Regions from separate parts of the Hordeum vulgare genome. Here region 2 is linked to region 1. Evidence: chromatin contacts called from public Hi-C data. All regions are on one chromosome and are shown on one strand. Each heading gives the region's core, a stretch centred on a gene start, on an enhancer-like site or on the middle of the called end of the contact. The rest is flanking DNA. Distances are from core to core; before and after follow the strand shown. Region 1 holds the start of LOC123448095 (cyclin-dependent kinase B1-1-like). Region 2 holds the start of LOC123448096 (type I inositol polyphosphate 5-phosphatase 10-like).

Region 1 (2,880 bases), core at 163-2,662:
AGTGCATCCAATAGATGACAATAAAACGACGTCCATCGATACACAGCTGGACCCAATGGTGGATGAAGCATTGCACACCTTCCTTTAGGACAATTGGGACATATTTTCCTGGCACCCCTCAGACATGTCGTAGTATTTACATCGAAGTCGAGTGCTTTACGATACAAACATTCTTAGCTCATGGCTAGCTTACAATATAATCATGTAGTGGAATAATATTCTAGTCTTGTGGCGTGCATCGACTCACATGCAAGATTGAGTATAACGTCATAACTCCACTTCGTAACTTCCCTTCGACATGGTAACCTGCAACATGATATGTTGCATCCACAAGGGTTACTTCATGGATTTCCCATTTATTATTTGTGGATGATTGCATTGTCTTTATGTAGGCCTCAAGAGGAGGAGAAGAGATTATGTTGAGCTCCATGCCTTGTTGATGAATGTCATAAATTTTCTTGAGACTCCCACATTATCTCGTACCTGAACATCTTATCTTTCTTCTCAGTTCTACTCATTGGTCATCTATCTGACTATGGTACGGACACACTGCCGTGAGATGTCGCCATGATGCAGTCTCGAACCGCAGCCACCATTTCGTTGAAACGAGCATCTCACCTAGCGGGCATACCTGGCCATCCGTGTCGTGACAACTAGGCCAACCCATTAGCACGCAGGCACAACCACTAGCGTGTCGTGCCTGACCTAGAGGATGGGCTGGCACGACATGCATGCTTTTATTTCTTATACATATATAGCCTAAAAACAACAAATTGTCACAAATGACACAAAATCAAGCCACCTGACCAATATGGGAGTGCTGAAATAGTTGAAATGGTGGCGATCCAAAACAACTTCTATTTGGCTGCTAATATGGGATGTAGTATAATGATGTTTGAATCTGACTGCTCAAATGATGTTGAAGCAATCAATCAGAAGGAGTGCTTTGGACCGAAAGCAACTGTCATATGTGAATGTAAAACTCTTGGAGGAGAACTATCTAAGTTTGAGGTGATCCATTCTTTTCAAGAAGCAAACGTATAGCTCAATCCCGAATTTTATTTCCCCCTTTATTGTACATGATCTTACCATTATTTGAGAAAGAAAGTCCAGTTTTCATTAAAAAAAAAAGGCCATCCGACCAAAAAACACGTGGTCTTACGTGTCTAACATGTCAATTGCCCGACCCGGTTAGCAAAAGAGTCGCGTTTGGGCTTGAATGTATAACACGTGTGCCAACGTGACATGACATGTTTATCAATCGAATCTTGATGGACCGTGTTATACACGACACGATTAGCATGGACTGTGCCCGGGCGGGCCCGTCTGGCCAGCTCTGGGGAAACACCCGGCGGCCCAGCCCATCTTCAACTCGTCACTTTCGTTCAGTGTGCCACCTGCCACGCACAGTCGCTTGACCCATTTCTTTCCATCCTTTTCCCTCTCATCCCATTTCAAAACTTCCAGATCCACCTAGGGTTTGCGCCTCCTCCCTCCGCCCCCCATCGCACAGGCCGCATCGAGAGAGGACGACGCCGAACTCGGACCGTCGGAAGCGCCATGGAGAAGTACGAGAAGCTGGAGAAGGTCGGGGAGGGCACCTACGGCAAGGTGTATAAGGCGATGGACAAGGCGACGGGCCAGGTGGTGGCGCTCAAGAAGACCCGCCTGGAGATGGACGACGAAGGGATCCCGCCCACCGCGCTCCGTGAGATCTCCCTCCTCCGCCTCCTCTCCAGCTCCCTCTACGTCGTCCGCCTCCTCGCCGTCGAGCAGACTACCAAGGGCGGCGGCGCCGGCGGTGGAGGGAAGCCCGTCCTCTACCTCGTCTTCGAGTTCCTTGACACTGACCTCAAGAAGTTCGTCGACGCCTACCGCCGTGGGCCCGCCCCTAAGCCACTCCCAACACATGTCGTCAAGGTAGCGGATTTACTTCGTTTTGTGGCTGCTTTGCTCTGCTCACTTGGCTTTGCGCCGATTCTATGTCGGCCGAGTCTCCTATCCGTCGATCTGAGGACTTGGGCACTTCCTCTTATATGTCCATTCTGAATTCTTAGTTTTGCATCGCAAAGGGGCGGAACATTGATACGCAATCAGAGCGAACTACACTGCAAATTTTAATTCGTAATTGACATGACCAATCCTGACAACAAATTGAAAAAAATTGAAAACATTGAACCCTTTTAAATGCCGATGAAATGTGGAATCAGAACATCATATGGTTGTACGCGTTTGTAGTTGATTTGGATTCGTAAAAAAATATGCAAACTCTACTACTCTAGCCTAGTTGCAGGCGACTAAATTAGGAACTAAGAAGTGCTAGTATAATGGTCGAAACTCAATGTTGACTGCTGCTGGCATTCTGTATTTTGCATACACTCAAGTACAGATTAGGGCCCCCTCCAAATCCAGAGCTTAACTTTGTTGGTAGCTTTGGGATCAATTCATTTTCATGCCTTTATTTTGAGGATGCTATTGTTAATTTTCATTGGATAGCAGATGTTGGAGTCCATTTTAATTATGATAGGTCTGTTTCAGGCTAATAGACAACTTTCTTTACTTTCTTGTAGAGCTTTTTGTATCAGTTATGCAAAGGAATTGCACACTGCCATGGACATGGTGTCCTTCATCGGTTAGACCTTTGTTTTCTGATTTATGTTGCTGTACTTATCAGCCCATACAACATTGCAACTGTTGCAGATGTGATTTGTGATTGTTCCTCTTTGATATCGTAGGGATTTAAAGCCCCAAAATCTGTTGGTTGACAAGGAGAAGATGATACTGAAAATTGCAGATCTTGGGTTAAGTAGAGCTTTTACTGTTCCTATGAAAAGCTACACCCATGAAGTACTGTTTACTCATCTATTCATCTGTTAAATT
Region 2 (2,880 bases), core at 191-2,690, 510 kb before region 1:
GCGGCGAGGCGAGTTGGTGAGGCAGGGGCGGGCAGCGAAGCAAGCTACCGGGGGGAAAGGGGACGATGTAGAGGCGAGCTGCCGAGGCACTGTCAAGCGCGGGCGCGAGCCGACAAGGTGGTGAGGCGAGCTGCGGGGCGGGGCGACGACGTAGAGACGAGCTCGCGGGGGCTGGGCGAGCGCAAGCTGGCGGGGCATGGGCCGGCGCGAGCACGAGCGCGCGGGGCACGGGCGGGCAACAAGGCAAGGTGCGGGGCGGGTAGGGTGACGGCGCAGAGGCAAGCTGCGCGGGCGGGGCGACAATGCACAGGCGAGTTGTCAGGGAATGGGTAGGGCATGGGTGCAAGCTGCGGGGCAATGGGGCGGGGCGGCGGTACAGAGGTGAGCTCACGGGGGTGGGGCGAGCTGCTCGCTCATCAGATATTCGACCGAATGCTAACGTGAACATGTACTACTCCCTCCGTTTCATAATATAAGTCCTTTAGAGATTTTATTAGAAACTATATACGGATGTATATAGACATACTATAGAGTGTAGATTCACTTATTTTACTTTATATGTAGTCCTCTAATGAAATCGCTTAAAGACTTATACTGTATTTAGGAACGGAGGGAGTATAAAATATGCATGTCTCTCGTTTGGCGCACCGACTGATTCAAATACAAAAGCCAACACAAATGAACTGATAGGCGGTCCAAATGGAAAAAACATGCGTTTGTTTTGATCGTGCGGTTGGAGTTATCGTGACATACATGATCAATCTATCCGGGACGGGTCGGACACGGCTGCACGTTTTGGTAGTAGGAACGCGAGACGCAGTCCATGATCCATCCGTCTAAAAGAAGAAGTCAAAGTGGTCCATCGAGCAACATGCAACTAGGTACGCAGTACGTGCTGCCAGATTCAATGCTGGTGCCGCCTAGATGAAAAATAGTTACCAGTCCCTCTAGCCTATGAAAAAGAACTTGCTAGTACGTAGAAGTATGATACTACTCCAGTTTGGCGAGATTTTTTGTTTCGCAACCAAGACTGCTTATATTGAGAAAATGTTGCAAACCATGTAAGCTTGGTCTAAACTCCATGCGTTCCAAAAGACCTAGAATCCTAGATGGAACACAAATCAAAGTATAGGAGTTTTCTGAACCAAGAACGTCTAAAAACAGTCATGTGATTTGACTATTCCTCCAAAAAAATAGAGGTCAAAGTGGTCCGAGAATGTTTGACTTGATGTTGTGAACATGCATCTATAGCTACACCAGGAAATTTTGGTACTAGTAACAAGATCTGGTGTCTGACCACACGTAAAATTTGGCCATTTTACCGTGGAACGGAACGGAGAAGAGAATTACTCCTCCTCCAGGAACCTGGGGAAAAGGCAACGCACGCGCGGGTAACAGGAGCTGCTCCCCTTCTTCCTCCCTCCCACGGCTCCGTTTGGGTTTGACCTCATGTGACCTGACCAACCAACCACGTCCCCCCCACTCCCTCTCCATTTCCTCCCCTTCCTCGTCAACCGCTCGTCTGCGCCGGGAGCCTCAGGCAAAGGCAACCACGAGAAGGACGCACCGGTGACACACAGCCGGCCAGCCGGCCGGTGCTTTCGCAGACCGCCACCGCGTTGCAAAAATAGTACGTACGTTTCCTCCTGCTAGTAGTATTATTAGGCCGCGTCCATTTGGCATCGTTCCCGCCGCGCGCTTCCTTTCCAATTCCATGGAACCACAGCCATCGCCATTCACCAAGGTTTTCTTCCTCCTCCTCCTCCATGGCTAGCCTCTCCTCTTTTCTTCTCTTCTGTTGGCAGGCTTATCCCGTGGTGTAATTTAACTTGATCATTAGGGAGTACAGTAATCAGTTTGGTATGCTATCCCGCTTCTATCTTGCCCCACAACATTCTGCGGTTGTCATTCTGAATTCTTCCTCCATGCATGCCCAAAACCATGCTGCAATTCACCCATTTTTCTATGAATACTTTACTTCACTCTATGTTTTCTTGGGGGCATCGATCGACCACCCTCTGCTTTGGACGCTGCCAAGGCCAAAACGGCTGCCTCGGGGAATCAGTGTGGTCTCCTTCCCCCCTTCTTGGTTTTGGCGTGTAATCGGACAGACAATTATACTACCAAATATCGCACTTTCTTATGAATTTTAAAAGTGCAACTTCGTTTGTTTGTTCCTGTTGTACACTATACTATCAAACATTTTTTTTCTCAGAAATTTCAATTTCTATGTTTATTACAGTTCCTAGAGCCCCCTCACCTTACCACTTGCTGGATGGTTCCAAGGAGCTGTTAACACAGCTCTATGCTGTTTCATGACAGCTTTGGCTTGAGCTGCTGCTTAGTCTATTCAATTTGGAACTTTTCCCACTTGCTTGAAAAAGGCTGGTCAAACTCCATCACCTTCCATGCCTTGAGCTTGCCAACATAGTTTACAAGATCTATTGCACACATACATACACACTTCCCTTTTCTCGACGGAAAAAGGCGATATGTTGCCTCAAAAAATTACATTTTCATCTGTAGCTAGGCTTTTTGGCTTCATACTGGTTGCCACTCCAACTATATGATCTGACTTTATTTGCTACAAAAACTTTAGTAGTACTTGCGAGAAATTAGGATGCAGGTTAGTACGATATGATATGCTTGCTTCAGTGTGCTATCAAATGTGATTTCGACGGGTAGTCATGTCCATCTCACATTGTTTTGAGGAGTTCAATTTCCGCTGTTTCGTTTCGTTGTCATTGGTTTGTTGAAGTTTTCTGAAACTTCTTGTTTTTGTGCCGTCACCGTGGCAGCAGCAGTAGCATCGCCCCAATTGGAACTTCCAATAGCTGCTTTAAATTTCTTCAGGTCAACTTCTACTATTCCATTGAATTG

What was found. Hi-C and Micro-C count contacts between places; a contact is called where the count stands out from the background.
Region 2: a Hi-C map of seedling shows a contact between it and region 1, with 3 times the contacts expected there. The contact joins the promoter of LOC123448096 here to the promoter of LOC123448095 in region 1. A contact is called at or near these places in 4 of 6 Hi-C or Micro-C datasets (leaf and seedling) and 1 of 1 datasets of contacts at active chromatin or transcription factors (embryo).

The regions. Positions count from the first base shown.
Region 1 is chr4H:120,055,742-120,058,621 of MorexV3_pseudomolecules_assembly, reverse strand. LOC123448095 (cyclin-dependent kinase B1-1-like) reads left to right here and starts at 1,412. Exons shown (of 7, transcript XM_045124864.1): 1 at 1,412-1,920; 2 at 2,571-2,632; 3 at 2,736-2,847. The coding sequence starts at 1,561.
Region 2 is chr4H:120,562,881-120,565,760 of MorexV3_pseudomolecules_assembly, reverse strand. LOC123448096 (type I inositol polyphosphate 5-phosphatase 10-like) reads left to right here and starts at 1,440. Exons shown (of 7, transcript XM_045124865.1): 1 at 1,440-1,630.